Linked DNA regions of Muntiacus reevesi: region 1 is linked to region 2. Evidence: chromatin contacts called from public Hi-C data. All regions are on one chromosome and are shown on one strand. The core of a region is the stretch at or near the end of the contact, and the rest is flanking DNA. Distances in the headings are between cores, read along the strand shown.

Region 1 (5,736 bases), core at 1,418-3,917, 150 kb after region 2:
TTTATAGTTGGTCCTGACACTGATATGGAACTGCTAAGAAAATCAACTTAGGAGACCTAAATCTGTGCTTTTCTTTACATTCAGGTTTTTCACATATGGTACACATTCATTTATAGATTTCAACTCTCTTTCATTTAAGAAGTCTATAAAACTTGAACTATTAAAGCTGTAATTACCACTTCAAGGCATCACTAGTCTTGAAATTAGTCCTTTTTCCTCTACCCTGCTGGTGCTAAAAGCAAAGGACGATGCAGGTAAACCGCTTAAAGACAACAGAGAAAGAAGAGGAAGTATGAATATAATTTCCCTCCCAGCTTCTCAGCCCAGACAGTGACTCTCAACTGATTTTACACACTGTACTTGATGCCGTCTACAGGGCTTTCCTGGTGGCTCAGTGGTCAAGAATCCGCCTGCCAATGCAGGAGATATGGGTTCAATCCCTGGGTGGGAAAGATCCCCTGGAGGAGGAAATGGCAACCCACTTCAGTATTCTTGCCGGGGAAATCCCATGAACAGAGGAGCCTGGTGGGTTACAGTCCACTGGGTCACAAAGAGTCAGACAAGGCAGAGTGACTGAGCACACAGCACACATTGCCTTTTCTCTCCTAGACTCTACTCCATGACAACAGGAACGAAGTCACCTTGTTTACCACTCTACACCCAGTGTTTATGCTAAGTGTTCTCACATGGAACATACTTCATACGCTGAGATTCTGGCCCCAAACAGCCACCCATTCCTTGCTCATTAAAAACATGAGATCTTAACAACTAACAGGCCACATGGAGAAAGTCCAGGAGATAGAGGAAATAAAATGACCAGATCTGCCGAGCAGGTTCTGGCTCAACTAAACCATCAAGCTTTCTACTTTGGAAGAAGTAGAAAACAACCCATCAACCAATGTATAAGTACCCCGATCACCAAGAATGTGGGTCAATAAACATCTTGGATTTTCACTTTTAAGTCAGTAGCTCCTTTTCACTGGGGAAAAAGAGAAGGGGAAAAGGTGGTCAAATTTCTCCCTGAAGTATATACTATTCTGCATACAATTTAAAGGCGTGCAAAAACACAAAACCCCCACAAACCTGAAGGCTGTTCATGGTTCACAAGGCCAATAAACCCAAGTTAAGAATCTCTAGTTTATGGATCTTTCTATTGTACAAATCTTGAGACCTCTAATCTTTATCATCATATTTAGCTCCTGATAGATCTGACCCCCACCCTTCACCCTGCAAAAAGAAAAACGCAACACACGGCAATAAAGCTGTCAGTAGTCAACGGCTGAAACCAATCTTTACAGTAATGCCTGTGCTATGCTTTCAAACTTGGAAACTCTGGCACTTCTCTGTGACTGGGATATTCTAGCCTCTCAATTTACACCTGTTTTATATCACATTAGCTTTTCAGGATCCCCTCCTGAAACATTCTCTAACCCCACCAAGAATGTGGAAACGTGCTAACTTGGTGGCCGCAGCTCCTAGCTGACTGCTTTGGCTTCGTGGTCGCTGGATTTCCTGCATAGGGCTTCCGGTGCCTGAAAGGGCTTGGGTGAAGATGTCTTTCATGATGACTACTATTGATCTGAAAGACATCCAACTGAGAAGACTTTCAAACCTAGCCCAATCCACGTGGCTACTCCTCACTCCATTTTACCAAAGGCTTTCAGTTTCATCTTACTGACTTCCCCAAAGGAACTAAGTGGACAACCTGAGAAAAACTGAAGTTCAATGACGTCACACAAAAGCCAAGGTCTTTGACAAGACCTCAAATCTGCTGAGCCAAATAGCACTAGCTTAATGGCCCCAGTTGCCTCAGGGAAAAAACGGCAACCTTCCAATGCCCCAAGACAGGTGATCATTTGAGCTCCAAAGCTGAGAACGGATAGAACACCTTCCCTATCCAGTAAAGTTACAGGGAAGGCCGAGCCGGGCGCTGTAGGATTAACTTCCGCCTAGAAAAAAGTGTCGTCACGATGCGAGCTTCCGGTTCCACTCTGTCCCGTGGACCGAGACCTTTTATTCCAGTTGGCAGTCGTCCACACCGCAAGGGTACCCCACCCAGCTGCTCCCTCGGGTTTCTCCACACCCTGCGGAGCCGTTCGCACGTCTCGGGGGTGTGACAGTTACGTGACGACGTCACTTGGGAGAACGGTGCAAAGCGAGTAGCGTACCCGTGATCTTGAGGGACCGGAGCCTTGTCGCGGAACAGCGCGCCGAGCGCGTGGAGGCGGGACTAATTTATGACTGACGTCCACATCCACTTACTGCCGTTCTGATTCCTTCTCAAATAAGCCAATGAATGCGACGACGGAGACGGCAACGTGCCCTCGCCGCCAGAAGTGGCTCCGCCCCCTCCACTAGGTTGCCCTTTGGTCGCCATGTTTAGTGTGGCTACTACCTCTGCTACTTTGGGCTCTTTTATGGCTTTCCGATGCCCTTGCTGAACTCCTTTCAAAGTATTTCTTTCCTTCCAATATCAAATTCGTCTTCCTTGGGCTTCCTTCTTGCTCGCTGCTTATCCAGCCACACTTGGAATGGCAGCTGGAGGCGGGGCCGAGGTGGGGGGCATGCCCGACGCGGTGACGTCAGCGCGCTGCGTGTCGGCAGGTGGAGGGAGAAGGGAAAGTTTGGCCAGTGCGTGGGGCTGAGGTGGAGGGCGGGACAGAGGGGCTGGGCCCAGGCGAAGCTCTTGTCGCTGCTGCCGTGGAGGCCGAAGCCGGGACCTGGGCCAGGGAGGGGAGTGCCGGCCGCAGAGGAGCAAAGAGGCGAGGTTCGCGGGTGCTTCGAGCCCCCCACCGCTCTGCCGCGCGGCCACCCAGCGCCAGGCGCCGTCCGACCCGTGGCTGTTCGCGAGGCGGTTGGTGGGGGCGCGGCGGCAGCGGTTGGGGGTGGGGAGAGGCGCGGCGAGGAGAAAAGAGAGGTCAGTGAGTTTGCGGGAAGACCGAGTGTCGTGCCGCCGTCATGACCGAGGACTCCAGTGCCCTGCCCTGGTCCATCAACAGGGACGATTACGAGCTGCAGGAGGTGATAGGTGAGAGCTGGCGCTGCGGAAGGGGGAGGCGCCGCGCTGCGCGGCGGGTGACACGCCGGAACGTGGGGTCCCGCGGGAGCTCGGGGAGCGCAGGACTCCCAGATATTCGTGGGCGCTCGAGTGGCCCGGGGGTTGGTAGGGCGCGTGGGTGAGGCTCGGGGTTTGTGCAGATCCTGCAAGGCGTGGAGGGGATTTTGAGAGGCGTGCCGGTGCGGCGAGGTGGGGTGGGGTCTGAGAGGCTCGTCAGAGATTTGTGTGGCGACAGATGTTTGAACCTGAGCCACAGATGTGTCTGAGAGAAAAAAGAAAAGTGAAGATGTGGGACAGGCCTTTACAAGGCGTTGCGAGGAATGGGGTATTGCAGTTGGGGGCTCGGTCATCTATTTATGGGGTGATAGGTTAAGGTGCTTCTGTTCAGTTCTGCATCCGCGTGAGAACCCCCCCGGGAAGTGCCAGGCATTGCTTGGGCGGAACTGGGGAGCCTCTCCAGATGAAGCTGCAGGTACGACACTGAGCGACGTAGACCAACTTACGACTGCTTGGAATTGACTTGCCAGCCAGGGAGGTAGACATTAAATAAGTAGGCAAATAAAAAGAATTACAGGTTTTGGCAGGTGCTAGCCAGGAAACAAGCAAGATGTTCTGAGAGAGAATAACGTGGAGACCTAGTTGGGGCCATTTCAAGGAAGATGCTTTTTCTGAGGTGTCAACATGGAAGTTGAGCGCTGAAGGATGAAAAAGAGTCTTGAGGGCAAAGGGAAGATTGTTCCTTACTGAGAGATGAGGAAATGCAAAGGCCCCAGAGAAGGGGAAAAGCTTGATGTGTTTTAGGACCCGAAAGAAGACTGGTAAGCTTAGAAAGGTAAGAGAGGAGCCAGATTTTAGGGACCTTCTCAGCCTAGGAAATTTTAAGTGTTATTGGAGGGTTCCAAGCAGAGACATGATACGATCCTATGGGTCTGGCTGTTATGTGTGGAATGGATTTGAAGGGGGTCTGGGAATACCAGCTGGCAGAGATCAAAGCTTGCACAAACATGAATTGTAATTCTCAGAGAGGCACAGTGATTGGGGGAGGGTGGGGACTGGGGATAAGGGGAGTATTTGTTGGACAACAATAATCTAGTGATCTTAGAAATCAAAAGGGAGTGGGTTTAGCTAAACAGAAGCTCGATCCAACGCACATCAGCAGACCCCTGTGTATTGGAGGAAGAAGATTGTCTGCTTTGCTAGATCAGCATCCTGTCCTAAATTAGTTTTATAACAAAGAGTGGCTGAAAACTCCTTAGCTGTTTTGGGGGTTGGGGGGAGTGACTGTTTATTGCATTGTGTCAGTGTTGAGAGAAACTTTGTCACATTTCTTTCTTTCTTTCTTTTTTTTTTTTTCCCCCTCTTGCTTCTTGTATCAAAACAAATCTGGGGTAAGATTTATGTGAAGACATCCAGTCTTTTTCCTTAAGTTGCTTCATGGATCTGGTTCTTAGTACATGCTGCATCTTTGATCTGTACTGGTTCATTCTAAAGATTGCTTCTGAGTACCTCCATCAGAATTTCATATTGAAAAAAGGAATTAAGTGGGAGACTCCAAAATGATGTCTAAAAAAGCAAGGAAAAGGGGTCTCATCATTTTAGAAGAGGAATTTTGCTTTACCTTTCTGGTAAGGTGTACGTCTTTCTAGGGTGGAGAGTAGCATTGTGGCTGTTAATGCTTTTGGTATTAAGGTGGCACAAGGGTGTAGCGCTTTAGAAACTTGTTGATTTGCTATTCTCAGACCAATAGGGTGTCTGCGAGTGAGCAAAAGGGAGGCTCAGCCCTCTGGGATAGGGTTAGTCATCTTCTCACTCCAAAAGTTAAGAACTCTCATGTGATTTGACCACCTTACTTTTAAAAACAACTTTACTCTGAGATATAATTTCACCCATTTTTTTTTTTAGTATAAAATTAACCCATTTTAAAGTGTAAAATTAAAAGATTTTAGTAAATTTATTGTGGTGCACCAATCAGTATAATCCAATTTTAGAATATTTTCATCACCCCAGTGAGAACCCTCATGCCTATTTACAGTTAATCCCTGTTCCTACCTCCAGTTTCAGGCATTCTCAAACCTTTCCAACTCCATAGATTTGCCTTTTCTGGACATGTCATGTAAATGGGATTGTATAATATATAGTGTTTTGTGTTTTGCTTCATTCACATAGAATAAAATTTTTTCATTTTTAAAAACAACTTATATATCATAAAATCCACCTGTTTTAACTGTACAGTACTATAGTTTTTTGGGGTTTCTTTTTTTTTTTTAGTAAATTTACAGAGTTGTTCAGTCATCACCACAATCCAATTTTAGAACATTTCCATCATTCCAAAAAGATGTCTCATGTCCATTTGCAGTCACTCCCTGTTCCCACCCCCTGCCGAAGGCAACCACAAATCTACTTTCTGTCTCTATAGATTTGTCTTTCCTGGACATTTTCCCATAAATATGATCATATAATATGTGATCTTTTGTGTTTGGTTTCTTTTGCTTGGAGTAATGTTTTCTGAGGTTCATCCATATTGCTGCCTGTATTAGTACCTTATTCCTTTTTATTGGATAACACTTGATGGTCACTGCATTGCTCCCGCCTTTTGCCTATTTTGAATAATATTGCTGTGAGCATTTTGTATCAAATCTTCAGGTGAACATGTTACATTTTTATTGAGTGGAATTGCT
Region 2 (5,461 bases), core at 2,500-4,999:
GAGGCGGGGCCAGTTCCAGAGGGGTAGAACCGATGCCTCCGGGAGATGAGGGGAGAGTGGAATCAAGGCGGGGGGAGGAGGGGCCCGAGCTCAGAAGGCGGGGCGCTCCGAAGGAGGAGCCGGGACCAGGAGGCGGGGTGGGACAAATCCATAACCCAGGAAGCAGATCAGTGGCGAAAGTCAGAGTCCAGAAAGCGGGCTGGGGCGGAGCCAGAGCCAAAGAGGCGGGGAGCGAGAGGAGCCAGGTCTGGGAGGCGACTTGGAGCAGAGTCAGACTCAGGAAGACGGCGGGGGGCGGAGCCAGAGCCGGGGGAGGGAACAGCGATCAAAGCAAGGCCGTTTTGGGGCAGGGAGGGCGGTACCTCGACTTTGGAGGCTGTGTTGGGGAGACTAAGGGGCGGAGACTGAGCCGGGAATCCTAAACACTCAGCTGGAGACCTGGCGGCGGACCAGAGGGCTGGGTGAGATTGAGCCGAGGAGGGAAGCCCGGCCCGGCGGCGGCCCGGGCTGCAGAGTCTAGCGGACAGCCGGGTGGGGCCAGGCCAGGCAGAGTTGAGGATGGAGCTCGGCCGGACACCGGAGCCCGCCAAATATTTTACCTCAGTTACTCAACGAATCCATTGTGACTGAGTGGGCCGTTGCTTCACATGTGAATCCCAGGTAGGCCTGTTTCCTTCTCAGGGAATTTCTCTACCTGAGTGGGATAATCTCCAATGTGCCAAATGCGAATGGAATTCTTGAAAAAATGCTGCATCTTAAAAATGAGTCCATTAACACAGGCTTGCTTTGATAAATAGGTGAGGACTCTATATGAAACTGTGCTGCCAGTGTGCTCGGGAACAGTGGGATCTTTCATGTAAGTTACCACCCCACTTTCACTCACCCAGCAATTATTTATTGAGCCCCTACTGTGTGCCAAGGTCAGGACATCACCCAGACGCCTGACTCACTCCTCTCTTTTACTCCCTGCCTCTGAATGGTTCCTTCATTTGCCTCACTGCAGCTCGTCACCAGCACTGACAGTGAGTCACTTGCAAAGCCAGTTATTAGCACGACAAGCATGGCAATAATAATAATAAACTGAAGTGCAGAGTGACTTGTCTAAGGTCTCACCTTGGAGAATAATAAAGCATGGGAACGTGTGTTAGTGAAGGTGAGCTGGAATATGAGCACAAACAAGTTATTCTTCATTTGTAGTGAAGGGAGCTGAGGGTAAGGGGAAGCCTCTGTTTTAGAGAAACCACACAATGGTTTTTAACCAGAGAGCCAAGGACTCCTCGAGGACCTGTGGATAGAATCACATCTCAATATAATTTGCTTCCTTCAAATTCTTATGTATTTTACTGTATACATTTAAAAACTTGATCCTGAAAAGAGGTCCACAGGCTTCATCTGACTGCTAAAGTGGTCCATGGTACAAAAAAGTTTAAGATCAGTGTGGATCAGTGTGTGTCCGTGTTGTGTGGGCCTGGAATCCCAGGGACAGACATGTTGGAAACAATCGAGGTGGGTCGGGGGTTGCAGAGGGGACAAAGGCAGTTAAGGGAGGTAATTTTGGGTGATGAGCTAGAAGCAGCAGGGCCTCCAGGGGAACAGCTTTGGATTGCAGGGTTCGTGCCAGCTCCGCAGGAAGGGCTGGGCAGTCAGGCACTTGAGAGGCAGGTCTCAGACAGGATGGGCCAGGGCTGCCAAGCCCATGCCACAAGACTGGGAGGTGCTAACTGAGACTCGGTGCGGCTCCCTCTTCAGGCAAGATACTAGGGCTGCCTAGAAACAGAGGCTCCTGGAGAAGGGAATGGCAACCCAATCCAGTATTCTTGCCTGGAGAATTCCATGGACAGAGGAGCCTGGTGGGCTACAGTCCAGGCTACAGTCCACGGGGTCACAAAGAGTTGGACATGACTGAGTGACTAAGCGCACACACACACACACACACACACACACACACACACACACTGAAAGAGACTGGACAAAGGCACAGAGGCCAGAGGCTGGAGCCCATCCCGTGATCTGAGGCTGCAGCTGTGTCAGAGGCCACCAGAGGGCTTATAGGACGTCTGAGTGTGAAGTGGGCGCGGAGGAGGTGGCAGTCTGCAGGATAGACAGCACTAGCTAAAGGATGATGAGAGAGAAACAGAGGTCTCTACTGTGATCCTCTGAGCTGCCCAGCCTCCCTGCCAGTCTGGAGGAGCACTAAGGATACCTCTGTCCTGAGGGAAGAAGAGGGGGCACTGGAAAAGGCAGGGATCCCACGGCCCAGCTGGAAGAGTTTGCCCTGAGAGCCCAGACAACTGGTATGAGGGTAACAGCTCTGGGCACTGAACAAGGTCCCTCTGGGCCATGGGGCCCAGGTCTGAGCCAATCAGGAAACATGAGACAGACTGGGTACTGGCTGAAATGAACATCTGAGTCTCCCTGAGTTCCAGGGGGTCTCTAGTGGACAACTGGAGGGCTCTGCCTTTCCCCTTCCCATCTATTACTTCCACTGCCAGCACAGAAATCATGGTCTAGATGGATAGTTTCCTTGATTTAGACCATCCAGCATGGTTTAGATGGATAGGTGGTGGGCACTAATCTCTTGGACTCCAGGGGTACTAGAAAACAGGGAGATTGACTTAAGCAGTGATCAGAGTGAGAGAGGCAGGGTTTGCTGCGCTGGCAGATGACCTGGGGGGCAAGAGTGTAAACAGCCCTCTAAGAGTGGGTAAGCCCCCAGACTGGCGCAAAGAGAGGCCAGGTGCAGGTTGGGGACCCCGTGCAGCTAGGACACCCCCCTCAGTCCCTGCAGTCCGGAGGCCACGGCTGCTCTCTCTTCTGGAGAGGGTGCGATAGGACAAGGAGCTTGTCCAAGACTGTTTCCCGGTCGTTCGGAAGAGACAGAGCTTGGCTGGACAAAGCTGAGAGCCACAGGCAGCTAGAGTGGAGACCCGAGCCTGTCCGGCCAGGAGGGCGCGCAGATGGGGGCGACCGGGCTGCTCTTCCCAGCCCGGGGGGCGCTGACCATGATTTCTGCGCTGGGCAGTTACTGCGGCACGGCCCCACCTCACCTCGCACACCTCCTCGCCCCGCTCTTCCCACCCCGCGTCACTCACGCGCCCGGACGCGGTCCAGGCACGCCTGTGCGCTGGGGAGCCTCTCCGGGCGGCCCGGACGGGGCGGAGAGAACTTGGGTTATTCGTGGATGTCGGTTCCTTCCCTCCTCGGCCCCTGCGAGCGCACCAGACCCTGGAGCCTAGCCTTCCGAGACCAGGATAAGGGAGGGGGTCGCCCCCAAGGCCGCGGGGCCGGGGGGTCGTCTTTAGGGAAGTCTTCAGACTCGCACACCCGTTTTCTCCCCACCGGCCGGGTCTGCGGGACAAGCCTGGAAACGCCCAGGGTCGCGCCCGGCAGTCGGGTCGAGATTTCCTCAATGCGACAAAAGGGCCGAGGGGCGGGCCCGGGGCGGGGCGGAGGGCGGCCGACGGAGCAGGGGGTCCCCCGCCCTGGGCCGGGGACGGCTTTTCGCGGGGTCGGCCCAGGAGGGGACGCCCCCGCCGCCCCCCGCTCCCCGCGAGAGGGCCGAGCACTCACCGTGCAGGGTCAGGAAGTCCCGGCCCGAGTCCATGCCCGACGGACGGCGTGGCGGGAGGGGTACGCCGCGGGACACTCGTCCGCGGCGACAGCGCAGCGGCCTCGGGTCCGAGCGGAGTGTGGTGGAGGGACCCGAATGGACTGCGGGGGGCCGGAGGCCGGAGGTGGGCCCGGGACTCCGCTCCGCCCCCCGCCCGCCCGCGCCCCCGCCCCCTGGGCCCTCCAACCCGCGCCTCTCCCCGCCCCTCCTGGGGTTTGGCTAGGAGGGCAGAGGTGGGGGCCTGGAAGCCCGGCCATCCCTGGCCCAGGCCTGTGGGCGCGTCCCGGACAGAAATAGCCAGATCCCTCTGGCTTCCTCCGCCGCCGCCACCCACAGGCCGCGGGCCCTGTCATTAGCGCCAGCGGCCGGGCCCCACGCCCTGCCTGTGGGCGCTTCGCCGGGTTACAGTGATGCGCGAAAGAATCTGCGTCCTCTTGGGACCGGGACCGCGTAACGTTCGACGCCCATCCCGGCTGGTGCAGAAGGCAGCCTTGGAGTCCAGGCGTCCATCCGCGGCTCCACGGATGTCTGCTTTCTCTTCTGCAGAATGGGTGCATGAGCTCGAGTTAGAAGGTCCTCGGAGAGGCATGCACGGATCTAGTCTGCAGAAGGGTCCCCTTCCCTCTCTCTGGGAAGTTTCTAACCCTGGGAGTGCCTTTGGCGAGGGCTGGGGCAGAAGCCATAAAACTTAAGAGTCGGTAGTTGCAGAGAACTCTCCTTTGAGCCCCTCACACCCCAAACGCCTGGCGATCTGTACAACAAAGTGGGGGACAGAACCTAGGACATCTCCAAGGTTCCTTTTTTGGGTAGCATCCGAAGGGACTGTCTGGACAAGGGGTACCCTTGCCCCTACTCCTACAATCAACTCTTGCAGTTCTAACACACTTTTTATCAAGTACCCAGAGACACCCCCCCCCCAAAGACCCAGAATCCTGCTGCCCACCAACTTTTGGGGAAGTCCTTGTGAGAGCCCCCAGAAGACCTTCCAGGATGGGGGTGGTGGTGGTGCTGAGCCCACCAGTGAATCCCCCAGGCTTCCTGGGCTGATGAAGCCAACAGTGAGAGCCTGGCAGAACCAGTTGGACCCCAGCGCCTCCCCCTCCCAGCAGAGGCAGGTCTGGGTGGCCTTGAATACCTCAGGAAGGGATGTAAGCCAGCCAGAGGCCAAGTTGTACCATCCTAATGATTGAGGCTGGGTCAGGACTTTGGAGAGCCCCCCTCTCTTGGCACGCCTCTCCTGCACAGAGAGGGCTAGCCCTTAATCCGGCACTCTCTCCAAGTGGCCTGCCCTCAGGCCTGTCCATGCCCTCCTTGCTTTCCCTTCTGCTCAATAACAAGCAAGTCCACACAAAGCCTCCCTTCGGAGCTCCAGCCTGGGGTCAAGGAGGCCGAGGGGTCCTTCTCTGTCCTCACTCTCTCCTCCAGGCCAGGATGCCTGCCTTCGGATCTGCCCTCTGGGGGTCTCCGCTGGCCTTGGGGCAAGTCCTGGGACCTCTGACATCCCCAGAGACCTGTAAGCCCCTCTGCTCAGCAGGTTATGCCTCCCCCAAGCCCTGCTCTTCCCAGGTAGCCACACCACAAAACTTAACACCAGCAGTTGGCTTGGCTTCATCGTAAGCATCATCCCTGTTTATTCATGTCACTTCCCAGCTCTGAGCCCCAAGCCTGAAACCAGGGCATGATCAGTCACCTCTCTCTCTGATGCCCCTGGTGGGGGCTGCAGCCTGGCTTTTCCTTTGCACACAGCAAACCTGTCGCACGCAGGACCTCTTCTGGTCTCTGGCTCAGGCCAGAGAAGCTGAGGCCTCCTCTGGAGCCTGGAGTTGCTGGGCCGGATGGGCATGGCTGACT

What was found. A called contact is a pair of places that touch in the nucleus more often than the background predicts.
Region 1: a Hi-C map of blood shows a contact between it and region 2, with 2.3 times the contacts expected there. The contact joins the promoter of OXSR1 here to the promoter of PLCD1 in region 2. A contact is called at or near these places in 2 of 3 Hi-C or Micro-C datasets (blood and muscle).

The regions. Positions count from the first base shown.
Region 1 is chr4:71,332,329-71,338,064 of mMunRee1.1, forward strand. OXSR1 (oxidative stress responsive kinase 1) reads left to right here and starts at 2,668. Exons shown (of 18, transcript XM_065933005.1): 1 at 2,668-3,028. The coding sequence starts at 2,959.
Region 2 is chr4:71,185,203-71,190,663 of mMunRee1.1, forward strand. PLCD1 (phospholipase C delta 1) reads right to left here and starts at 3,750. Exons shown (of 15, transcript XM_065933002.1): 1 at 3,571-3,750. The coding sequence starts at 3,604.